Regions from separate parts of the Arachis hypogaea genome. Here region 1 is linked to region 2. Evidence: chromatin contacts called from public Hi-C data. All regions are on one chromosome and are shown on one strand. Each heading gives the region's core, a stretch centred on a gene start, on an enhancer-like site or on the middle of the called end of the contact. The rest is flanking DNA. Distances are from core to core; before and after follow the strand shown.

Evidence for each region. A called contact is a pair of places that touch in the nucleus more often than the background predicts.
Region 1: a contact with region 2 is called in a Hi-C map of leaf, with 3 times the contacts expected there. The contact joins the promoter of LOC112710900 here to the promoter of LOC112709121 in region 2. A contact is called at or near these places in 2 of 8 Hi-C or Micro-C datasets (both in leaf).

Annotation. Positions count from the first base shown.
Region 1 is chr9:41,497,063-41,504,184 of arahy.Tifrunner.gnm2.J5K5, forward strand. LOC112710900 (pentatricopeptide repeat-containing protein At1g10270) reads right to left here and starts at 4,881. Exons shown (of 1, transcript XM_025763356.3): 1 at 2,154-4,881. The coding sequence starts at 4,512. The coding sequence ends at 2,479. LOC112710899 (serine/threonine-protein kinase EDR1) reads left to right here. Exons shown (of 13, transcript XR_011865685.1): 11 at 32-81; 12 at 492-668; 13 at 774-1,197.
Region 2 is chr9:41,133,756-41,140,326 of arahy.Tifrunner.gnm2.J5K5, forward strand. It overlaps LOC112709121, which reads left to right and starts at 5,172. Exons shown (of 2, transcript XM_025761017.1): 1 at 5,172-5,216; 2 at 5,304-6,440. The coding sequence starts at 5,172. The coding sequence ends at 6,440.

The DNA of each region.
Region 1 (7,122 bases), core at 3,631-6,130, 360 kb after region 2:
ACCCTGACATTATATTTTATGGACATGTTAGCCTGAATGGATGGCTCCTGAAGTTCTCCGCAATGAACCCTCAAATGAGAAGTGAGTTGTCTTCAATCGATTTTTTAGCTTTTATGGATTTGTAGTGTCCCTTCAGAGTTTGGAGATGACACTGAGTACAGCTGCCTTTGTGCCCCTAATATAACCAAATTTATTTCATAATTTATCAGTATTCACTATTTAGTAAACTGATTTCTGCTAATCCTAGCTGACAGTCTTTTGCTATATGAAAATCACCTTAAAGCAGAAATGGTTCGTGTTAGTAGGCTTTTAAACAAATTTGTAATTGGTAATATTTCCATATGTAAACCTAAAGAAAAGTGTCTTCATATTGAACGTTTATAGTGATTCCATACTTAGGTGCTGTGTTCTACTGGTGAAGTCTATTTGTGCTTTTATAAACTGCAGCTGCGCCTACCAAGTGCATCACTAATTATATTTCAAATGTACAGGTGTGATGTTTACAGTTTTGGGGTCATCCTGTGGGAGCTTGCGACTCTAAGGTTGCCATGGAGTGGAATGAATCCTATGCAAGTTGTTGGTGCTGTAGGTTTCCAGAACCGTAGACTTGATATTCCCAAGGAAGTTGATCCTTTAGTTGCAAGAATAATCTGGGAATGTTGGCAACAGTAAGCATGTTTAACTTGGTAGTTTGATTATTCAGTTTCCTGTATAATCACTAACTAAACTATTTTTCCTGTGATGAAAATTTTCTGCTCCCCTTTTTCCCTCAGGGATCCAAATTTGCGTCCCTCTTTTGCACAGCTCACAGTGGCACTAAAATCCCTTCAGCGTCTAGTTATCCCATCTCATCAAGACCAGGTAGCATCACCTTTGCCGCAGGAGATTTCTGTAAATTCTACCCCCTGAAATGTCTCACTTTCTCAAGTGTCAATAACTAGGCTATCTTCGTAGTTTACTTATGTGAGTATAAAGTTATTAAATGGAACAAGAGAACAATAAGAGCCAAAGAAAAGAATGATTAAAAAAGAAAGGAAAAAAGATTATATGAAATCTTGTAACGGCAAATATTTGTGTTTAGAATTGTATCAATTGTTGCTGCAGCCAAAACTACTGCAGTGCCATTTTGTATGTATTAGCATGTCCGAGGAACCAAAACTCGGTAGTATATGTAAATTGCTGTACCTCATCTCCAAAGTTGTCATGTCTAAAGATTAAATCTTCATCACGCTCTTCCTTTTTTTTTTTTTTCTCCGCCGTTTATAGTCTGGTTAGACACTTAAAACTACGTATATACAAAGGCAATGTTGGGGTTGTGCGAGCGTGAAGAATTTTAACCACTTATAGTCTTTTCACGATGAATATTTTAAAAAAAAATCTATTTTGAAAAGATGAAAAATAAGTATTTTCTTTTAAAAGTCAATCCAAAACTTACTCTTAATCATGTCTAGATAATAGAGAATTTATAATAAAATCTAACTGCTATAACTATTAGAATTGCCATGATTCTAATAATGAAATAAGTTGTCCCAAATATTATTCTCATTTTTTAAGTTGTTCATAGTATTTTTTAACCTGACAAATCAATGATTAATCTGTTGTGTATCTAAATTCTATTTAAGAATTTGTTGTTAGCCAATAGATTATTACATATAACATGTACAAGGCAAAATTCAAACAAACGAATAAGTTAATTACTCAAGGAATCTTGTTATATTATTCTCATTTTTAATGCTACTTCACATATAATTTATGGCATTATATGTCTGCATGAATTTAATGAGAAAAAGGTGTCATTAGAAAATATCCATCCCTAATTATAAGTGCCAATTTATTTCCTTACTTTTTTCCTCCTAGGATCATACTGTCTGAAGCCTAACTAAATTTTTAGTAGTATATTTTCTCCTATTCTAATATAATTGTATAAGACATTTCGAAACCTGAAAAATTAGATTAATATGGTACAAAATAAACTATATAGCCATTCAAAAAATGTTTACCGCCACTCCCACTGTTACTATACTTTAACAAGTAGTGTTTGTCAAGTGAAAATTCCTTACTTTATTACTTCAAGTTAGACATTTGACCCTACATAATCTGACTGGATTGGTGTCATAAACATTATAAGTAATATCCAGTGCATCATATAAATATAGGCTCTCAAGGTAATATCTTAGATCATTTCAGCAAAAATATAACATCAATACAACATATAAATCTATCCAGACATTAAATTAAAGGTTGAGCTACAAGAATAAATTAAAACATGCCCATATCTCATGAATTATCATGGACTAATATATCAAAATAGATCCTTGTATCATCATCTATAAACTCACAAATGCCTAGTAATTCTGAAGACCATAACTCAGCATCAGTAGACACAAAAAGATACCGTAATGATAAATCACCTCTTCTTTCAATTCAAAAGAGAACCAGAATCACTAAGAATTTACTTTAGCTCCAAAAATCAAGCAGCTACTTGTTCATGACTTCTACTTGCTGTTGATGTTGATGTGACTCAATGTGAGAAGGGGCTCCTGATGATGGATGATGAGGTTCAGTTGTCTGCAAATATGGTCCAGGGGCTGTATAGTAATGGGGCGACATTTGATTTGCAGCTCCATATGATGGAGGAGTGGATCTGGAAATCTGAGGAGTTGCTCCTGACCCTGACAGAGGCTGATATTGTCCTCCTGAAGAAGGTGGATAATGCCCCGCCATTTGCCGATGTCCGTATGGTGTTCCATAAGGTTGATGTCCTGCTATTCGTGGTGGAGGGCCAGAAGGCGGACTATGCCCTCCTGCCATTTGAGGCGGGGATCTTGGTGGTGGTGTTGGTGGACGGTATCCAAATCTGTTCATGTTTAGCAGTCTCGGAATCTCGTCCTCCCTCCCAGCCTTCTGGAAAGTCTCCATCAAATATGTCTGCAAGGGAGAAGTAAGGCCAATGCCATACCTTATAACCTCATTAAGCAACTCTTCGCTTTTATCCAGCAAACCGTTATTGCATAGACCCTTGATCACAACCTCATAGCAAGTAGGATCAGGTTTGGGATCTTTTTCTCCCATCTTACTCAAAATTTGAGCACAGTCAATAGCTTTCCCATTCTTAATCAATTCATCAAACACCCTATTACCAAAGCTTGCAACCACCCTTAGACCGGCATCCACCATTCTATGGAACACCCTCAAAGCGTCATCAATCCTCTCCATCTTCAAGTATGCCTCAATCAAAGTCCTATGAGTTGGCACATCAGGGCTCAAAGATTTCGAGCACAGCTCTTCAAATAGTGTTTCCGCTTCAGACAGCATTCCATTCTCACAAAACCTAGCAATAATATTATTGTATCCTGCAACGTCCATAGCAAAAGGCTTCGAATTTGCCCTGGTCCCAACCTTCTTAAAAGTGGCAAGTGCTTCTGCAAACTTCCCCAGCTTAAAACACTCGTTGACCATTATATTGAAGGTATCCGAGTTCACAGCTTGAAAATTCGGAGGAGTATGATTATCCAACATCTGACGAAACAAAGCCCACGCCTCCGTGCTCTTGCCATACTTGAACAAGACCTCCAACAAGACATTGCAAGTAGCGGGCGTCATTCTAAACTCGCGATCCAATAAGGATTTGTAAGACTCCATCGCCTCCTTATCTCTACCCTGCTTGAAGTACCACTCCATGTAAGTAGCGTTGACAACCCCATCATACACCAAACACCTCTCTTTCAACTCATCAAATAGTTCATTGGCCTTGTCAAGATTCCCCAAGTTAAGGAAACCAGAAATCAGATTATTGTACACCAGAGAGTCGGCACCGTGGCCTTTAGTCAGCATCTCACGCAAGAGATCGACGGCCTCGCCAATGCGGCCGGCGTCGATGAGACCCTTAGTGAGATGGCGATAGGACACAGGGGAAGGGCTGAAAGGGGCATTGGCAATGACATGGCGATAGATTTGGATCGCCACGTCAACGTTCCCCTCATCACAGTGGGTGTTGATTAGGTTATTATAGGAAACGATATTGGGAACAATATTTGACTGGTTGAAGAAAAAGTGAAAGAGAGCGATGGCCTCTTGGTACCTCTTGGCGCGGTACATGGCGGCGATGATGGCGTTGCAGGTGAAGACGGTGGGGCGGGTGACGGAGAACACAGAGTGGCGGGCCACGGCGGAGGCGGCGTCGAGGTCGCTGGCGCGGATTAGAGACTGGACGCGGTTGTGGAGGCTAAGGCGGGGACCGACGAGGGCGGAGGTGGAATCCGGGAGGCGTGGAGCGTTGGGGTCACGGGAGGCGGTGGATTGATGAGGAGGAGGACGAATCGCATTCAGGGGAGGCTCGATGCGAAGGCGGCGCTTGCGGCGGCGGCGCTCTGCGGCTGCTTCTTCGGCGGAGGAGAACGCGAATGAACGACTCTGTGCAGTGAAAGGGAAAGGGCGAGAATCACAAACGGCAACATCTTGGAGCGTCGATAAACGGCGGAGGGAGCGGAGGAGGAGTCGGTAAAGCGGCATCGTTTCGTTGTTGGTGTCACGAATAGGTGAGAGAGAACCAAGCCCTCCCTCTACACCAAACCCTTAAACCCTGATAACTTGCTTTCGCCTTTCAGACTGCGCAGTAAACTGGTGTATGTACTGTATTTTCACTATTTTGTACGAGATAATATATAAAAGCTAAGTTTCTCGTGGCTATGACTATGACTATGGTGATTAGCCGTGACTATAAAATGTACCTTCAATAAAAAAATGACAAACGTGCTCTATCTTGTCTTTATTAACTTATTGTTTAGATACTAAATATGATAATATTTTTTTTTTGTTATTAAGTATATAACATTGTAAATAGAGTGATCTCTTAATGTTAAAGAAAATGCAATACTCCATTGTTTATGTGTGGATTGATATATGTTTAGTACTAATAGGTATGACCTGGTCTGAAAATTGATGGGATGAATAATGAATTGATAATTTTCGATGAAAAGAAGAAAGTGGCTTTGTATATGATGAGGGGCGCAGAAATTTAAAAGTGGAGGAATTGAAAATTAAAATTTTGTATAATTAAATATAATGTTATATATTTAATAATAGATATAATTATAATTAGTTTTTTAATTAAAAAAATTAATAAATACTTGTCAAATAAAAAAATTATTTTAATTTTTATAATTTTTTCATAATTTTTTAGAGTTATACATCTAATAAAATATGAAATTATCTATTTTTAAATATTTTGTTAATTAATTTATTTTATTAAATATTTATGTGACAGTAAGTTATATTTTTATATTTTACACCATTAAAAAATATGATATAAAATAATATAAGTTAATTGCATTAATAATTTTGTTATATGAATTTAAAATATATTAAAGTATTTTTATATAATAATAGGGTAAAAATTAATTAAAAAATAATAAAAAAGAACAACTAAATAAAATTAGAAAAAAATAATATTATTATAAATGTTCAAATTAATCTTAAGAAAAGAAATGTAAAACAAAAACTCTAAATTAAATAAAAAATACAAATAATATAAATATATATATATATATATATATATATATATATATATATATATATATATATAAAGAAAGTTAAATTCTAATACATAAAGAATAGTAACTCTTTTTACTATTACTACATTATTAAATTTTACTCTATACAATACATTTATTATAATAGTATATGAATTTTTAAAATTTGTTGAGGGAGCTAAGTCCACTATTTGCCCCCCTTGAATTCGTCTCTGTGTGTGGTTGAAGACAGTTAATAACGATGGATGGGTTGTTGTTGACTTCGTACACCTTTAACACTGAGAAGATCTCCGATGCCCTTTTCAGGATCACACCCTTTTACAGCCGACGAGAACCTCGGCTGTACCTCTCACCTTCAACGCCAACGGAGACTCCACCTGTCCCTCTCACCTTCAATGGCCATGGAGAAATCAGTTCTTCCTCTCACCTTTAACGCCGACGAGGACCTCCCCTACTACTCCTGCGAACTCAGAGAACAACTGGCCGCCAAAAAATGCAGACGAGCGACGAGTACCTTCCAATTTTTACTCACTAATTACAGACGGAGTCCTAGTTCTTCCAGGCTTCATGGAACTACACCCTCTACTGTTGGGATCGAGGATTTCTTAATTTTTTGATTTTATCCAATTTTTGTATTTTTGGTTTTTGAAATTTCATAATGAATTACTAAACTCTTCAAAATGTTAATTAGTAGTTGTTTATTGATTCAAATTTTTTACCTTGCTTCATTAGTGCATTTATGATCATTACATCTAGTCAAATTCTTTTAAACATTCCACATGTCAAGTTTGGATTGGTTGCTAGACCTTAGCCACCATAGTCATCAAATTAATGAAGCCACCAAAGACAACACTTATATAAAATGCAATTATTACAAGTACACACCAAAATCACTCTTTTTATTTTGGATTTTTTATATAAATTAAATAATTCTATTATTTACCGATATAAACAATTTCTAGCATTTTTACCAAATTGCGTCACATCTCATATTTCGTTTACACTGTAAACAAAATATGGTTGATATAACAAGACATGTATATTTCGTTTATAGTGTAAAAAAATACGTGTAAAATAAATTCGTTTACATTGTAAACGAAATATGTTAGGACAAATTTTCAGCAGTTATAAAAGGACGTGCAATCCATTGTATTCTTCACAACAAGTTCACTATTTCTCCTAAACCTTATTCTTTCCCAAATTAGTCATAATGTCTAGTAGTAGTGGATATTTGGTTGTATATGTGTATCTCAATTGTCTTATGAGGAATGGTGATAATGAGGTCGTGTTTGAGTGTGAGAATCCCATGTTTTTGCGTAGCCAGCGAGTTGCGTCATTGTCGGAGCTGAAGACTCTGATATTGAGGAATGTCGCTGATACTGGGAGGAAAGAGGTCGGACGAGTAGAGTATAGGCTGCTAGCACCGATAGAAAATGGAATTTTTTAATTTCGTCTATTTTGGCTGTATGGCGACGAGCATGTGCAGCTGATGTTTGACATCCATGGTAGAGTCATAGCCAAACAAGTGATGGAGCTCTTTGCAGAGGTTGGTGATGTTGGTGGTGCTGGATCTGGGCAGTCGAACTTTGTG
Region 2 (6,571 bases), core at 3,922-6,421:
TTAAACTATTTTGTTTTTCACTAATATTTATCAATATTGTTTCACATAATTTTTTAAATTAAAACGTAAGTTTCACATTTGCAATACATTATTTTATAATTTTTTTACATAAATATAAATATTTTAAATTAAATTTAACATATATCATAAATATTAGCTAATATAAAATTAACAAACTCTCTCTCTCTCGGTCTTTATCTTTATCTTTTTTTTTGTTTTCTTTCATTGTCTATTTTTTATCTTTTTTAATACAAAAAATAAAATTAACAAAATAATATAATTTAAATAAAAAATATTATTATTATTATTATTATTATATACATATTTTTTTGTTTTTTTTATTTAGTTTTAAATTTTTACTACTTATTTTTTAATCTATATTTTTATTTTTCTTCTTTCAAATATTTATTAAATATAATATGGAGAGAATACTAATATTATTAATTTTAATATTCGTTATCTAAAATTTGAAATAATTTAACTTGTATACTTTTAATTAGGTGTTAAGTCTATTTCACAAATAGAAATAATTAATTTTTATGCTTGCTATTTAAAAATAATATGTTTTCTCTCTATGTATATAAAAATATAATTAGATATTAGTATAAAAAAATATATTAATATTTATACTTAAAATCAATTTTTTTAAACAATTGAATCTTGATTTTAACTTTTAATCATAATTATTAGTAATAAATTAAACTCTTTACATAAAAATAATAACTAAAAATCTTATTACTTAATTTTTTCATCTACAGAGATCCTAGTCTTCTTAGTCGATAGGGACATTTGTCCTCTACGTTTTTTTGTAAAAATAATTTGATTCTATAAATCTTTTGTGTCATAATTTATAATGTCAAAATAAAATCGACGTAATTTTTAAATATTTATATTCCCGTAATAAAATTACAGATAAAAATACTAGTTATTATATATTTTATATACCTTTTTTATAGTTTAATATTTAATAAAAAGATTCCTGTTATGAAAAAAAATCGTGTATGACTTTTAAAAATTATTTAATTTTAATTATATTTATTTTGGTTATTTTGGTTAATAATATTAAATTACATTTAAAAAATCATATATAATATCAACTTTTTAAAAAATCATCTTAAAATTTTTGTATAGTTTTTTTGTTTAAATCCAACATTGTTGAGGAACAAAAAATTTTTTTAGCATTCAACTTTTGAAAAAAAAAACAAAATTCTTGCAAGAACAATGCCAAAGGCCTGATTGATGGCCCATTTAAAACGAAACAAACATTTGAAAATTTATCCAACACACCTTGCATATTCATGTTTGTTTCCTCAAATCAGTGACAAATTTAAAATTACATATTTATTAGTTCGAACAGATTAAAAGTCACACTTAACACGTGAATCTCACATATTGATACATGTGTCACGTACTCTACTTGCCAACATCACATAAAGTACGAGGGGTACTACACGCCTCATTTGGGCGCATGTTTAAATTCACCATCTCTCTTTTTCTCATTGAATATACAATGGTTTTAATCTCCATTTTGACGGGAAATTTTAGTCAGCGTCAATTTAAAAGAGGCTTTTCAGGTACCTCTAGCACTCAGATGCAAAAGAAAACGATTTTAAGGATTTCTTTTACTTTTCAGTGTCACCTCGGTTGGTAAAATTTATTTCAAAAGTGACTATATGCATTGTATTTATTACAAAAATAGGTTTTTTATATTTTTAATTATTTATCATGAATTGGTGCCCTCATTCATACAGGCCGGCCCAATAAAAAGTCCATATCTATTAATTTTTATAATTATTTATGATTTAAAACAAAAGTTAACTTTAAAACTTAGATGATATTAGCTAAAAAATATTTTTCTAATTAAACACTTAATTAATATCTAAATTTTAAAAAATATAATTATATATTTTAAAATTTTAAACTACTTTATTTTTCAATAATATTTATTAATTTTTAGGTAATTTTTAAATTAAAATATAAGTTTCACATTTTCAATAAAAATATTTTCTTACATAAATATAAATATTTTTAAATTAAATTTAACATATGATAAATGTTAGTTAATATAATCTTTCTAAAAACTATTCAAAGAAGTGGACAATTACTAGTTACAATTCCTATAATAATTAACATGCCCTTGACTTCGCTAATGCATTTTAGACCGCATGTGTAACATAAGAAATTAATTGACTTGTCAATTGTCTACAATAATATTAGTATTTTTTAAATTAATATTAGTCGTATGTATTATATATTACTAATTTTATAATTAAAATATGTCACATATTATTTTTTATTATAATTAAAATTAATTTTTTTAAATTAAAGAATTTTATTCTCCTTCTTACTAATTTTACAACTAAAATGTGTCACATATCACTTTTTTATTGCAATTAAAATAAAATTTTTTTCTTTAAAATTAAAGTACTAATTTTACAACCAAAATGTGTCACATGTCATTTTTTCATTACAATCGAAATTAAATCTTCTCCTTCAAACATAATAAATTTCTTTCCTAAATTCTGTCATCTACCTCTCTCCATTTTTTCTATTTCTCTCCACCCTTCTCACTCTATATATAATTTATTATCTAATTTAATAACCAAATGTGTCACGTGACATTCTCTTGTTAAAATTGAAAAGAAATATTTTTCTCCAAAATTAATAAATTCACTTCCTAAATTCTTTTATCTATCTTTTTCTCTTTTTCTCTTTTTCTATTTTTCCCTACTCTTTCTACTCTATATATAATTTATAATTTATATTTTATATTAGTAATTTGAGAAATCAAAACATGTCATCCGATATTTTTCATTATAATTAAAATAAAATTTTTTCTTTTAAAATTAGCAGTTTCTCTCTCTCAGTCTTCATCTTTATCTTTCTCTCTCTTTTCTTTCATTCTCTATTTTTTCTATCTTTTTGTTTAACAAAAAATAAAATTAACAAAAGAATATAATTCAAATAAAATTATAATTATTATTATATACATATTTTTTTAGTCTTTTTGTTTAGTTTTAAATTTTTGCTGCTTATCTTTTTAATATATATTTTCTTTTTCTTTATTTCAAATATTTATTAAATATAATTTGGAGAGAATACTAATATTATGATTAAAAGTTAAAATCAAGATCTAATTGTTTAAAAAAAATTTGAGTTAATTTTATAACTATCAATATAATTTTTTATACTAATATCTAATTATATTTTTATATACATAGAGAGAAAAAATATTATTTTTAAATAGCAAGCATAAAAATTAATTATTTCTATTTGTGAAATAGAATTAACACCTAATCAAAAGTATACAAGTTAAATCGTTTCAAATTTTACAAAATGAATATTAAAATTAATTATTAGTAATAAATTAAACTCTTTCACATGAAAATAATAACTAAAAATTTTATTATTTAATTTTTTATATATGAAGACCCTGATTTTTTTAGTCAATGGTGACTTTTGTCCTTTATAATCTTTTTGTAAAGTAGTTTGATTCTATATATTTTTTGTGCCATAATCTATAATGTCAGGATAAAATCGATGTAATTTTAAAATACTTATATTCACGTAATATAATTACAAAATAAAAATGTTAGTAATTATATATTCTATGTACTTTTTTATATTTTAATATTTAATAAAAAGATTTCTGTATGTTATGAAAAAGAAAAATCGTTTATAACTTTTAAAAATTATTTAATTTTAGTTATGTTTATTTTGGTTAATTTTAAACAGTAATGCATTTATTTGTCTACTGTTTTTTAATAATATTAAATTATATTTAAAAAATTATATACAATATTAACTTTTTAGAAAATCACCTTAAAATTTGTGTATAATTTTTTTTGTGCAAATCCAACATTGCTCACGAACAAATAACTTTTTTAACATTTAACTTTTGAAGAAAAACAAAAATTCTTGCAAGAACCAAAGGCTCAATTGGCGGTCCATTTTAAACAAAATGAGCATTTAAAAATTTACCCAACACAAAATGAGCATTTAAAAATTACCCAACACACTATGTATATTTATGTTTTTTCTCCAAAATTAATGGCAAATTTAAAATTATATATTTACTATTTCGAATAAATCAAAGGTCACACTTAACATATGAATTTAATACATTAATACACGTGTCACGCACTCTGTTTCCAACTTCACATAAAGTACGAGTCGTGTTATACATTTCATGAGTAAATTTTCTTATCAAAAAACAGTGAACGAAAAAGAAAAATGCACAAAACTAACGACAAAAAAAATGGTAGTCCATAATCTTACTAAATTCAAAAAATATATTATTGAATATTTACATAATCTTAAATATGTAAATTATTCTTTTTAATATTATTTTGGTTAGATGTTTGTTAGCGTAGTTTATAGACTATTATTTGTTATATTATTGTTAAGAAATAATTTAGTTGTATAGTCGTATAAGTTAAAGTATAGGAATATTATAGTAAAATGTTATTGCATTCAGTAATGTAACTATTGTCTGTTATATTGCATTATATCTAATTAGATATAATAAAAAAATGTATGTGATTAGTTGAAAATGTACTTTAATTTTTTTAATATATTTAGAAATATGGTTAGGAAAATTAAATAATTTTGTTGTTGGGTTAGTTTTATATTTAGGCTAAATCATTTAGTAATATATGTAATTGATATGGTCGTCATTAATACGAGTTATAACTCGGCCTCATAACCGTTATCAGTATGAGTTATAACTCATTATCACCCGTTACAATTCGGATTTTATGAGCCACAGCTCGATAACATCAACATTTTATCATAATCGACGTATAAACGGCTTAGTAATCAATGGCATTATTGACCGTTCCAAAACCGACGTTACGACCAAAGATGCAACGGACGAAGAAAACCAAGGTAAAGTATCTCTCGAGTAAGTTCGAATAAGACAATATACTGACTTAAGCTTTAGAGTGCCTTTGTAGGTACACTCCTCCTCCTCTTCATTGCTCGTGCTCTCACACCACAACACAAGGAAAAAACTCGGATTCAAGAGTTGGACGTTCAGCCTCCGAGGATATAGCTTGGCTAACACCAGATAGTTGAAGCCAATCTATTTCGCAGGCAAGATCAATTGGCGCCCACCGTGGGGCCGAGGAAATCGATTCTTTCTTTTGGTCCCATTACCTTCTCTTACACCCATGGCTGACGTACCACCTCCTTCACTATCCGAACTTATGCGGATGGTGGCTGAGCTACAACAAGCTAATCAACGAATGGCCGACGAAAACTAAATAATGGCTGCTCAAATCGCTGAACTGAACCATGCTTAGATAGAACATAACGACACTCATCACCAGCAACCAGAAGATAATGAGCACCATTCCCAACCCTCTCATGTCTCGGAGACTATCCGAACCAAGGAGGTTCAACCTGAAGATGAAAAGGAAGAGTCCGACGAACTTGTAGGACCCTTCACAGAAGAAGTGATGAACTTCGAATTGCCGAAGAGATTCACCCTGCCACTAACCCTCACACCTTATGATGGGCTCGGAGACCCGAAGAAATTTCTCAAAAAGTTCCGATCAATAATGATCGTCAACGGTGCATCAGATACTGTTTTATTCCGTTATTTTCCAAATTACTTAGACGGTCCTGCACTTGATTGGTTGTGTGCTTTGCCTGCAGGTTCTATTTCGCGATTTCAGCAGCTGGAGAAGCTATTTGAAGAACACTTTGCTGGATGCGCGATTTACCTGCACGACTCCGATTATCTGAATACGATCAAACAGGGACCAAACGAAAGCTTGAAGGACTATATGACCCGCTCCACCAAAGTTGCCATCAGTATACCTGACCTCCACCCCGAGGTTCACCTACACGCAATTAAAAGCGGACTTCGCCCTGGAAAATTCCAGGAGACCATCGCAGTAGCCAAGCCGAGGACCCTTTCAGAGTTTTGCGAGAAAGCAAAAGGCCAAATTGATATCGAAGAACTCAGACAAACTCGAAAATCTGAGAAGACAAACTACCGAGATGAAGATAAGGCCCTAAGCACAAAGAAAAATTTTAAACTAACCCCTCAATTTGATTCCTATACGCAGTTCAATACTAAGCGAGAGGACATAATTAGAGATATCTTAAATTCAAAGCTCATCAAGCCATCAAGAAAGGCCGGTACCTATCAAGATACAAAGAACGTGGACAAGTCTAAATATTGTGCTTTCCACCAGAAACACGGCCACAACACTGACGACTGTATGGTGGCCAAGGACCTTCTGGAACGCCTAGCTAGACAAGGACACCTTGACAAATACATTGGGGGTCACATGCAAAAGCGCATCATACCTTCAACAACCAACGATTCGTCCGAACAACAAAACCGAGGAAAAGAAAAGGCACCTTCAAGCCAATACGAGAAACCTCGAGGTATAATTAATCGTATTTCAGGAGGATACGCAAGTGGATGATCCTCAAATTCGGCTAGAAAAAGATCATTCCGAGCAATATGCTCGGTGAATGGGCCACAACAAGAAGCTAAAACGACAAATCCTCCACCACAAGTAACTTTTACACACGCTGACTTCGATTTGAGCATACA